Linked DNA regions of Mus musculus: regions 1 and 2 are each linked to region 3. Evidence: chromatin contacts called from public HiChIP or PLAC-seq and promoter capture Hi-C data. All regions are on one chromosome and are shown on one strand. The core of a region is the stretch at or near the end of the contact, and the rest is flanking DNA. Distances in the headings are between cores, read along the strand shown. Region 1 overlaps Vps13b (vacuolar protein sorting 13B). Region 2 has its middle 7.0 kb from the start of Gm34316. Region 3 holds the start of Polr2k (polymerase (RNA) II (DNA directed) polypeptide K).

Region 1 (4,246 bases), core at 1,305-3,804, 420 kb before region 3:
TCAACTGCCATTCACTCCTTAGCTGGGAGTGTAGGCATCAGGAGCCTCTCCCCATTTCTTGCTAGAATATTCACTCTTGATAATGTAGAGATCTTGTCTAGGTGACAAACAGTGGTGAGTTCCTGTGTGTAATATCCATGTGTGGAGGCCAGTGTGTCACAGTGCTCCTCCCTGCCCTCTCACCCTTACATTTTCTCCAGTCCTCCTGTTTTAATGTCTCTAAACAAAGGGAAGGCTTGATAGATGCTCCAGTCTGTGGCTGAGCTTTCACAGTGGTTTATTTTCTGCATGTTGAATAGTGATGCCTCCCTGCATTAACTACTACCCTCTTCAGTAAGAAGCTTCACTAACCAAGTTAAGATCTGCACAAGTCTATAGAGGTAAACATGAATATTTAGAAGGGAGCTTGACAATATGGCTATTTAGCAAAATCACATAAATAGGTTCTCCCTTAAGGCCTAGAATTTCCCTAGCCATGATTTGGTTTGTTTGTTTGTTTTGATTTTTGTTTCGTTTTTTACCATGTTTGTACTATCAAGCATGAATTTCCTCCTCTAAAGCAGACCTCAAATCTAATCAAGAGAGAGTTTATTATTCTCATAAACAGTCTTTGACTACTGTACCAGTATGTGTTGTTTATATGATGGGTCATTGTTGTAGTCTATAGAATCCAATGTGGGTAAGATCACTGGTGTCTTTTCTCCTCCAGCAGCCAGGATAGTACTCTAGAGCTGTGTGATAGCTAACCTGCAGGAATACAGTGTTCTAGTTCACAGTTGATTTTTCTGTGTCCTGCAACATAAGTGTTTGTGTCTTTAGAAGTAGGATCTTACCATCTAGTTATGATGGGCAGTGAAGAGCAATGGTAGTCATTGTTTTTTTATGGTATTTCCGGGGCCTCCCTGATGACAACGCATAATGAAGGGAACATATGCATGGCATTGAGATACTCATTTACTAACTCATGTCTCCTGAGAACAACATTGTTCACCTACGAGAGAACCTCTGTTCAAACTCCAGTTTTTAAAAACATGCCTTGATTATCTTATTGTTAGAATTCATGTTCCTCATACAGCCTTAATTTTGGTTAGTCTATTCCCTGTCCTACATTTATCTAGTCCCCCTAACCCCCAACTCCTGAAAGACCCCCAAAGAGGGGAGACCCTCACTAAAGTCTTGGGATGACTCGATCCGCCAAGAACTCACAAAAGACCTGTCCTTGCTGCAATTGCATGAGGTTTATTGACAGGAACCAGCACGTTGAGGCCGACCTGTATCCCTCTCAGGGGTAGAGGAGTCCGGCCCGAGTAGCTGGGAAAGAGGGTATTTAAAGGAAAAAAAAACACAGCCCAAGGGGATAGGGAGGGCATTATTGGAAAATGCCGAGAATACCAGTGAAAAATCACAAGGGGAAACTCCCTGCTTCTCAAGATTGTACTCAGGATTTTAATCTAACTTTTGTGGTTGGCCAGTTCCTGGGACAGGGTCACTGAACCTGCTAACCTACATTCTTGGTGCTAGGGGGTCTGAATGGTTCCTGGTCTTTCACTCCCACCACCACCTTTAGGTAGTTTCCTCTACAGCTCTTTCATATCACACCTATTGGTGTTTTTTTTTTTTTTCTCCTTTTAGTATAATTCTTCCTTGGGTTGGCAATGAATGCCTTTGGAAGGGGGCTAGTAGATTAGAGGTGAGAGGAAATAAGTGAAGGGAAATACTGGGGTCAGAAAAGTTCAAGCAGATAATAGTGATTGGGAAAGGCAAAGAAGGGAAGGGTTAACCAAAATTGTGCATATGTACATGACTTTTAAATAAACCTTTTGTCTTTTTATTTCAATAAATTGCTTTTAGTGCCAAATTTTCTTGTATCGAATCAGTAATGCACATGAGAGCGAAGGAGTATAAATCCTCTTTGAAGGGCTCCCAGTGGTGCTCTGCTAAGTAGATCAGTAATAGGACCTCAAAAGTGCAGACACTTCTTGTGGGGATGCTGAGGTAATACCCAGCAGCAGTGAAGTCAGTGTGGGGCAGTCATTGTGTCAGAACTTATTTCCCTATGAAAGAGATGAGAGCAGCTGGGCACAGGGTGGAGCCCAGGGAGGAAGAAAAGAGAAACAGGAACCAGCTTCTAACTTCTGCTTACACATCTCTCTCTGACCTACTGGATCCTGCAGCTTCCCAGGAGCACAGCCCCGGGTCGTCTTGTCTCTGGACAGTAACCTCAGCTACCTCTTTTATATGAACAACTTATTAATGTCCCACCATAGTTTTTACTTATTATCCAATTCTAAGACTGCCTCTCCATCTGCCTAGTGAGTAAGGGAGCACACTCTCTTCAACAAGCCACTGTTCTCCCTTCCTCTTGCTCTTCCCTTCCCTGCCTGTGGTGTTGAAATTTCTTTAAAACTGCTATTGCTGAGGGCGTTGTTCCTGTGTCCTCTCACCACTGAGTTATTACCTCTCATTCATTCTTCTTTTATTCAAGTCCTTTGAAGGGGCCTGCTCTGTGCTCACTGCTTCCCTGGGCAGGCTTGCACCATGTGCCCTCATGGGCAGCTTGTGAGCAGCCTGCCTCTGAATCTCCCTTCACAGTTTCTTCCCTGGTCCTACATTAGCCTCTCTGACCAGGTCCAGGAATCTTGGCCTCCTTCCACTTCCCTGTTTAATCAATCAAACCTTGCCTCTCCCTGCCCTCTTTGTCCCTTCCTCTGTGGTTTCTAATATAAATTGGGTCTTGTTTATTATTTAATTTGGTTCCTATTTGCTTGTTTAAGTGAGACTGTTGTAGGTGCTTTTGTGACAATCTGTCAGGATGCAAATGCTATCAAATGAGACCTTTGTATGATGTTTGCAGTCACTGATCCTTAATGCCTAAATTCTTGAGAGGTTATAAATACCAGTTTCCTAGTTCTTGCATTTCTATTTGACATATTTATTAGCTGTTATAGTGTTATAAGGAAAAACAGTCTCTCACCTACTGTTTGGTTACTTTGTAGTATCTGTCATCAAAAAGCAGAATAATTTATTTTCCTTACTTATCCTTTTCAAAAATATCTCTCATCCCAATGATGAACAATTTGATGTCATTGCATAATATTAATTTAAACCTACTCCTTTTAATGATGTTCAGATCATCACATTTGACAGTAAAAGCCTTTCTTGATGGTTTGAATCCTGATATGCATTCTCTCAGGGATCCATGTTTCTGCCTCCCCATGTGCTCTTAATTCCACCCAGCCACCCCAGCAACCCTGTCCATTGCAATCTGCTTGCTTCCTCTGGTTCTAGGCCCTGGCCTGTGCACTCGCTCTGATCCCAGTGACTCTGTGCCCTGTGCACTCGCTCTGATCCCAGTGACTCTGTGCCCTGTGCACTCGCTCTGATCCCAGTGACTCTGTGCCCTGTGTACTCTGATCCCAGTGACTCTGTGCCCTGTGCACTCGCTCTGATCCCAGTGACTCTGTGCCCTGTGCACTCGCTCTGATCCCAGTGACTCTGTGCCCTGTGCACTCGCTCTGATCCCAGTGACTCTGTGCCCTGTGCACTCTGATCCCAGTGACTCTGTGCCCTGTGCACTCTGATCCCAGTGACTCTGTGCCCTGTGCGCTCTGATCCCAGTGACTCTGTGCCCTGTGTACTCTGATCCCAGTGACTCTGTGCCCTGTGCACTCGCTCTGATCCCAGTGACTCTATGCCCTGGCCTGTGCACTCTGATCCCAGTGACTCTATGCCCTGGCCTGTGCACTCTGATCCCAGTGACTGCTCTTTTTTCACTAGCAGCTTGATAACAGAAACTTCACTAAGTTTACCTCAAAGCAGTGACTCTCTCCAGAAGCTCTATGCATTGTTTCCATGAATGTAAATATATCACCATGGAGAGGAGCAAAAGAAACAAGGAGTAGGCACCAAAGAAACTGCAAACATTCCTGGAGCAAGTGATGTGTTTAGGCTCGGATTAGTTTCTTTTCTTGCCACAGTGACAGAACACCTGACACTGACAGACTAAGTTCAGGAAGGAGAGATTTACCTTGGCTGGTGGTCTGAGCATGTGGTCTGTCTGTCCAGGCTGGCATGACTGCAGGAGCAGCTCCTGTCTGTGGTGATGGGAGGCTGTGACTACTTCTTTCCCCTTCTTATTCCCTGCAAACCCCATCCCCCACCCTGTCTATGGAGAGTGCTGCTCACATCTGCAGTAGTTCTCCACACATTCTTCTCACCCCTCAGTTAAACCTCCCCAGAAATACCC
Region 2 (3,832 bases), core at 305-2,804, 280 kb after region 3:
ATCCCACAGCCCTGAGCAGAGAGAGGGCAGAGGGTTTGACTGACGACGTCCTACATCCCAGGGCATAATAGAACTCAAAGCTCCAAGCTTGTCAGAACCCACGTTTCCACATCTGGCCTGTGACCCCATGTGACCACACGGCACCCCAGCTCATCCTTGGGCCGGCCAGTGAGCACCACACTCGCACAGACACAGGGACATATGAAGGAGCTGGCAGCTGAGAGGTGGGCTGGCTTTCTCAAAGACCAACAACAAGGGCTCTTCAAGAGAAAGATCCAGCTGGGAAGCAGGGAACAGACTGAGGCTGGAGAGACAGTAGCTTCAGATTTGTTCCCTTGAGAGGACAAGGTAAAAGTCCTGGGCTGGGAGTGACCTGTAACAATCTCCACTTGCTTATTCCTGTGAGTGCTGTCTAGAGAAAGACACACTTTGTTTGCAGTATCTCATTTAACCCCTACTTGCTCAGCCAGTGTGGTGGAGTCGCTGCCCTCATAGCCGTTGGACAGATGAGGAATGTGAGAATGAGAGAAGGTGAGGACACAGTACAGGTGAGTGACAGATATAGCACATCAGACAGGGCCTGCTTCCAAGCCCTGATGCTGCAATTACACACACACACACACACACACACACACACACACACACACACACACACACACACAGGCCCACTTTTTGAAATTTTGATGGCAGAGAGGACATCTGGTCTGTGACTTACAGGCAAATGCCTGTTCATGCAGACAATGTCCTCAGTACTGCTGTGGACCGGGAGCATCTGCTGATTTGTTTAATCTACAGGTCACATTTGTGCTGAATGAATGGGTCTAGAGGGGTGGATCCTGCTGTCACTGGAGGATCAGGAAGAGGACGCGGGAAGAGGAGGGATGGCTGGTTTAGCTCCTTGAGTTTCCTGTGAACCAGACACTCCACTTGACAATAAGCCACGGTGTCTCCTGACCCTGCGACAGGACTGCAGACGGTCTTTGGAGACTGCAGTCCACACTTTGCAGCAGGGAGGAATCAGGACGCTGTCAGTGTGTCCCACACAGATGTCCCTTTGCTGGTCTACGAGCATCTCTCTGAAGCACAGTCTGGGCTTGGGGTTAGATCCACAGCAGTATTACAAAATGGTGGGTGGCAGGAGTCTGTTCTGCTTATGTGTGGGATCACGGTGGCCCTGGGAGCCAAACATTTCTGGAAACACGGCAAGCAGTTGAGCAGACAGAACTAAGGGAGAGCAGTAGGGCTGAGTGGCAGGGCGGACTGGACCAGAGAAGGTGCCTTTCTCTGCTGCTCAGCTGCCCCCTCGGTGAGGAGAAAGTGCTGCTGAGTCACAGCGAGAGGCAGGCTGGGTTCTGAAACTTCCTGTTGTCTGCAAAAATATCTGTGCACACAAAGACAGACACACAGACAGATACACACACACATAGACACAAACACATAGACACATACACACACCCACAAAGACACATACTGACGCACAGAGATACAAAGACATACACACATACACAAAGACACCCCCCACACACACACACACAGCATGCTGTGCCAGGCCCTATACCCTCTACACTGGGTCTCCTCTGAACCCAGGAAATAAAAAATCTGATCCCACGTCCATGGCAGCCAGGGGCTGTCGCCACGGGAACTGCATCCCCGACTTCTGTGTGGGGCTCAGAGCTCTGCAGATGTGCCACTGTGGTGATTCCTGCTTCTGGCTCTTTCTGGGGATGGGTTTGGTCTCCATCCAACAGAGCCCCAGGAACCAGTGAGGCCAGTATGTGGAGGGGGCTAGGTCCCCCTGGCGGGGTCCCTCCTGGCTGGGTTCACATTCTCACCGGGCTCTGCCTGCTGCCTGCACCCCCCAGCAACAAGAGAACAGAGCCACTGACAGACATCAGTTATTCCCTGTGGCTTTCTGAGCCTTTTTTTTCCCCCTTTTGGATGGCTTCAGGTCTGAGCCCAAGCCTGTAGTTTGCCATTGGCTTTCCTTCCACGGGACAGTGAAACCTCGCCCAGGCCTGGGAGCCAGCCCACGGAAGGCCTGCTGGCTGTCTCTACGCCAGGAAGCTTTTGAAAATGCTGAATGCAAGCTTCGGTTTTAATATGTGAAAGTGACATTGCCATGTGACTTCTAGAAAACCCTGGTGGCTCAAAAGAATCTTTTCTGTAATGAGTTTAAAAGTTTCTCACCAAGTCCTCTGAATTAGGGGAAATTGACACAAATTACTACAAGAAGCAATTCTGTTAGCCAGGTCTTCTCTTCCTCCTCCTCCTCCTCCTAATTACATTTCTTTATAGCACATGTGTTGTTGATGTTTGCTTGCCTGAGACAGGGTATCACCATGTAACGCAGCCTGGCGTGGAACAAACCATCCCCTGCCTCAGTCTCCTGAGTGCTGGGATCGCAGGTGTGCTTCCCTACACCCAGCACACAGTTTGTTCTTTAATCTCCTGCCCCAGATCTGACTCTTCTAGGCAGTGGGTAGTAGCCTCTCCTGTCCCCTAGAAAAAAAGATGAAGCCAGGTTCCAGCAGGAAAGAGGCTTTCTGCTTTGGTATTTAGGCTCTAGGATTCTGGGTGGTGGCCTGTCCAGTTCATAGGTGAGTGGGCTGGAGGTTGGAACAGGGCCTAGGACAAGTGAAAGGTAGTAACCGCTCTGGCTGAGTTCCAGGGTCCCCAGATAGCTCTGTCCACCTCCCCTCTTCCACCTTCACACCCTCCACGAATTCTCCTTGGCTGTGCAACCTTGTGTGAGTGGCTGAATCTAAAGGAACTGGACAGTCACGGTGACAGCATCTGATGGAGATGCCTTAGGGACTGTGAGCTCTGTGCTTCTGAGGTCCTGCAGGTCTGCAGGTCACGGAGCTAGGGCCAGAAGCCTGAAGTGCAGAACCCGCACAGACACAGGAGTGCCGCCTACTGCATGCTTAGCACCGGTCCTGTAGATGCTTATGGCTTCCCACTGCAGCCAGACCAGGGCTGAGCCCCTTGAGCTGGGTCTCACCTACTCCCAGTTAGGAGCCTCGGGGCAGGCATCGGCACCTGGTTTCCTGTGAGGCATAGGGAGGCCAGCAGTTTGGCTGAGGCCATACAGAGGTGGTGGGATGCACAGGGCATGGGTGGTCCTTGAACACAGTGTTTGCATAGAAGCAGGGTAGGCTCCCTCTGGTTCTAGGAGCCAGGCATGTGGCCCCGAGGCTAGAGGCTAAAGGCTGCCCAGAGTGGGGGAAGGTAAAGTCTGTAGGTGAGGTGGTGCATTCCTCTCCCCTGCATGGCACCCTGAACTGTTCACATAGCGCTGAGCCTTCTGGAGATCTAACCTCACACTACCCGGGCCAGTGCAGGACTGACATTGCAGCTGAGGAGAGAGACTAGAGTCAACTCAAAACCTAGTCGGGACCAGCCTACCTCAGGGAAACTTAGAGGGTAGGAAGAAGGAAGCGTATGTCTTCTTTACTCCCGCCAGGCTCAGGACTGTCTCCACACCAAATGATGGGCTAGCATGAAATGAGCATGATTCAAAAGTCAAACCTTCAGAAATGAAGGCCCACAGAAATAGGGGAAATCGTGTAGTGTCATGGTTTTGAATATATGTGTACTGAGTATGGGTTTGTGTGTGGAGGCCAGAGGACAGCCTAGGCTGCCACCCTCAGGAGCTGGGCATTGTTTTTCTGTTTTTGTTTTTGTTTTGGGGGGGGGTGTTTTTGTTTTGTTTTGTTTTTGAGACAGGGTTTCTCTGTGTAGCCCTGGCTGTCCTGTCTGTAGACCAGGCTGGCCTCGAACTCAGAAATCCACCTGCCTCTGCCTCCTGAGTGCTGCTGGGATTAAAGGTGAG
Region 3 (3,846 bases), core at 1,325-3,824:
TTGCAGGCTTGTACAACCACTCTGGAAATCAGTCTGGCGGTTCCTCAGAAAATTGGACATAGTACTACCGGAGGATCCAGCAATACCTCTCCTGGGCATATATCCAGAAGAAGCCCCAACTGGTAAGAAGGACACATGCTCCACTATGTTCATAGCAGCCTTATTTATAATAGCCAGAAACTGGAAAGAACCCAGATGCCCCTCAACAGAGGAATGGATACAGAAAATGTGGTACATCTACACAATGGAGTACTACTCAGCTATTAAAAAGAATGAATTTATGAAATTCCTAGCCAAATGGATGGACCTGGAGAGCATCATCCTGAGTGAGGTAACACAATCACAAAGGAACTCACACAATATGTACTCACTGATAAGTGGATACTAGCCCAAAACCTAGGATACCCACGATATAAGATACAATTCCCTAAACACATGAAACTCAAGAAAAATGAAGACTGAAGTGTGGACACTATGCCCCTCCTTAGAAGTGGGAACAAAACACCCATGGAAGGAGTTACAGAAACAAAGTATGGAGCTGAGATGAAAGGATGGACCATGTAGAGACTGCCATATCCAGGGATCCACCCCATAATCAGCTTCCAAATGCTGACACCATTGCATACACTAGCAAGATTTTACTGAAAGGACCCAGATGTAGCTGTCTCTTGTGAGACTATGCCGGGGCCTAGCAAACACAGAAGTGGATGCTCACAGTCAGCTAATGGATGGATCACAGGGCTCCCAATGGAGGAGCTAGAGAAAGTACCCAAGGAGCTAAAGGGATCTTCAACCCTATAGGTGGAACAACATTATGAACTAACCAGTACCCCTGAGCTCTTGACTCTAGCTGCATATGTATCAAAAGATGGCCTAGTCGGCCATCACTGGAAAGAGAGGCCCATTGGACACGCAGACTTTGTGTGCCCCGGTACAGGGGAACGCCAGGGCCAAAGGGGGGGAGTGGGTGGGTAGGGGAGTGGGGGTGGGTGGGTAAGGGGGTCTTTTGGTATAGCATTGGAAATGTAAATGAGCTAAATACCTAATAAAAAATGGAAAAAAAAAAAAAAGAAAAAACAAAAAACAAAAAGCAAGAGCTTGAGAGGCAGCTCAGCATTTAAGAGCACTTGCTGTTCTTGCAGAGGACAGGTTCAGTTTTCAACATCTAGGTATGACAGCTTATAACAGTCTGTAGTTCCAGTTTGGGAGGGGGGGTCCAACTATCTCTTCTGATCTCAACTGGCATCCACACATAACTCAAATCACAGTAAATCTTCAAATCTGCTTGCAGTATGAAGTCCTCTTACAATACCCATGGGCTTAACCTAGTGTCATTGTACAGATGTTTAGTGTGCACACTTGTTTTCCTCTTCCTGCTTGTTGAGGAGAAGGGGTACTTTGAAACATGGCTGCTGGTCAAAATATGCTGTTAGTCTGGATGTAGAGGAAGAAGCTGGAAAGTACTGTTTTTCTGATTTCCTTCTGAAAGAAATTATCACTGTGAGCTCATGCATGCTAAACAAGCATTTTATTACTGCTTAAGTAATAAATTACTGCTTATTAAGCCAGCAATTCTAAAAAAACAAATTTAATTGTCATCTAGGAAGACTGGAATTTCTCAAGATGGTCTGTGAATATCAAAGGTTTGAACTAGAAATGAAAGACAAAGCTCAAAGTTCTTCTTGATGGATGGAGAATGGAGAGTAGTTTACTAAGTTACCAGAGTGCCCACTGGGAGAGAAGCCATCTCTTTAATAGTTAACAACTGTTTTTACTTGAATCCCTTCAGGTTATCCATCCTATTATTAAAATAAACGACTGGTGTGAAATAATTGAATGTAAACGTCCTGAACCCAACAGATGTGTTTTACTGAGTTCCAATTTTGATGTGTGAGAACACACACCTGTACTCTACTGAACTGGTCAAACACAGGAAGGAGAGTACTAAGAGAAAAGCTAAAGCCACCAACTAGTCGAAGTAATTGATGGAGCTGCCGTAAGAAAGCCTTGGCTTCAAAAAGGGAGGGAGATGGCAGGCGTTGTGATTTGCGCGATTAATCTCAGCATTGAGGCGGCGAAGACAGAGGATTGTACGGGTTTAAGAGCAGTCTCAGCCTGGGCTTCCCCTTTCCCTCTCTTTCCACTCCCCAACATAAAAAAGAGAGGTGACAGGAAACTAGGAGAGAACTGGAAATTGAAAACAAACAAACAAGCAAACAAAAAACCCACACGGGCATTGAACAATTTGAAAACCGCCATGTGCGAAGTGTCAAATCGTGAAGTATTGGTAGGGTAGCCTGCTGGTGTTCGCCTAAGCATCGGGTCGGTTAAGACTCCAGCATTGCCTGTCTTGGGTTCCTCCTGTATCTGCCATTACACAAGCACAAACCTTCGAATGCCGAGCTGTGGAGATGTTTTGCTACCCCAGAGAGAAGGGCAAATAAAAACAAAACAAAACCCCACAGGAAGCAGGTAGGAGAAAAACGCTGTAACCTGCCTCAGAAACAGAAGCGCCAGTCCCCCCGCACTGCGAGGGAGAGGGGGCGGGGCTTCGTTTCGTCATAAATCGGCGCCGGAAGTTGGCGAGGCAGCGCCGGAAAAAGCTTTTGCGTGCTCAGAGAAGGGACGCTTCTTCCAGCTGTGGAGGTAGGGAGTCTCCGGCTGATGATTTTGGAAGTAAATTTGTGGCAAAACCAGGAGAGACACTTGGCTTTAAAATCTTTGTGGGCAGCCGGGAGAGGTAGCACACTCCTGCCATTTGAGCGCTTGGAAGCAGAGGTAGGAGAATTCCGCCTTCAACCAGCGCCTTGACTTTGAGCCTGGCTTAGGTTACAAAGTGAAGACTCTCAAAGTCTTTTCAAAGAACCAAGCGCGTAAATAAAGATCCCCGGTGGAGTTAGTCTCGAGACAAGCTTTGATGGAGCTATTGCTCCTAGGTCAGATCTGAATTCCTTTGAGGAGTGAGATTGGGCAAACAAACCTCTCCTTAGCCTATTAGTGTATTACTCTTGTGTAAAGAGTAATACACTCTAGGATCGTGAAGACTGTAATAAACATTCCCCCTGGTGTTTATTATTATTGAAATTGTGGGTTTTGTTTTGTTTTGTTTTGTTTTGTTTTGTTTTGTTTCGAGACAGGGTTTCTTTGTGTAGCCCTGGCTGTCCTGGAACTCGATTTGTAGACCAGGCTGGCCTGGAACTCAGAAATCCGTCTGCCTCTGCCTCCCAAGTGCTGGGATTAAAGGCGTGTGCCACCACCGCCCGGCGAAAATGTGTTTTATTCTTAAGACCCAGCCCACACCACAGTTTGGGGGAACTATAGGTATAGATAAAGAATTGCGACTTTTCCTTTTTTTTTTTTTTTTTTTTTTTTTGTTTCCCCATCTGTAATACTGGGTATTTATCCTTGGGCCTCTGCATGCTAGGCAAACATTCTATTGCGTTTTTCTCTAAGGCCGGAAAATAAGAACCTTGTATTGCGTCTGAGAAAAAAAAAAAAGAGGCATGTTTTGTGCGAAGACCCTGATACTCAGTCTTTGTCTCTGATTTCAGGCACTAACAATGGACGCTCAGAAAGATGTTCAACCACCAAAGCAGCAGCCAATGATATATATTTGTGGAGGTAAAATTGACATTCATTTAAATAATGCTTTACTTAAAAAAACAACCACCACCCAAAAATCCTCTCTTACATGAGTAAAATTATAACGTGGAGCACTTTAGCGATTGTTAATGTAAAATCCCCCTCCCTTATTAAGATCTCTTCCTTTTATCTGGAAAAGGTGTACTGCCTACAGCCCTTCTTTCTCCTTGGTCTGTTTTGGCAATAATCGGGCACTTGGATGCT

The links. Promoter capture Hi-C pulls out the DNA fragments that hold promoters and counts their contacts. HiChIP or PLAC-seq counts read pairs in DNA pulled down with a chosen protein or histone mark.
Region 1: a contact with region 3 is called in an H3K27ac HiChIP or PLAC-seq map of microglia, with 5 times the contacts expected there. The contact joins the enhancer-like site here to the promoter of Polr2k in region 3. A contact is called at or near these places in 3 of 39 promoter capture datasets (fetal liver, liver and stem cell-derived epiblast-like cells) and 1 of 115 datasets of contacts at active chromatin or transcription factors (microglia).
Region 2: a promoter capture Hi-C map of hippocampal neurons shows a contact between it and region 3, with 2.3 times the contacts expected there. The contact joins the enhancer-like site here to the promoter of Polr2k in region 3. A contact is called at or near these places in 13 of 39 promoter capture datasets (the 3T3-L1 cell line, 3T3-L1-derived adipocytes, the HPC-7 cell line and 9 more), 1 of 15 datasets of contacts at CTCF or cohesin (embryonic stem cells), 1 of 484 Hi-C or Micro-C datasets (DN3 thymocytes), 8 of 115 datasets of contacts at active chromatin or transcription factors (the SCID.adh cell line, T-cell acute lymphoblastic leukemia, bone marrow-derived macrophages and 4 more) and 3 of 9 other capture datasets (liver, macrophages and pancreatic islet).

Annotation. Positions count from the first base shown.
Region 1 is chr15:35,755,162-35,759,407 of GRCm38.p6, forward strand. The region is part of intron 35 of Vps13b (vacuolar protein sorting 13B); the gene reads left to right. Among named protein-coding and RNA genes, the nearest start is that of Mir875, 96 kb to the left of the region's middle. Within about 2 kb of position 2,555, at least 81 of the 459 cell types and tissues checked have an H3K27ac peak or open chromatin away from gene starts, as enhancers often do. A contact at or near this core is called in microglia, where this site is marked.
Region 2 is chr15:36,447,662-36,451,493 of GRCm38.p6, forward strand. No RefSeq gene overlaps it. Among named protein-coding and RNA genes, the nearest start is that of Gm34316, 7.0 kb to the right of the region's middle. Within about 2 kb of position 1,555, at least 63 of the 459 cell types and tissues checked have an H3K27ac peak or open chromatin away from gene starts, as enhancers often do. A contact at or near this core is called in the SCID.adh cell line, hippocampal neurons, neural stem cells and 1 more, where this site is marked.
Region 3 is chr15:36,171,436-36,175,281 of GRCm38.p6, forward strand. Polr2k (polymerase (RNA) II (DNA directed) polypeptide K) reads left to right here and starts at 2,575. Exons shown (of 4, transcript NM_023127.3): 1 at 2,575-2,646; 2 at 3,552-3,621. The coding sequence starts at 3,561.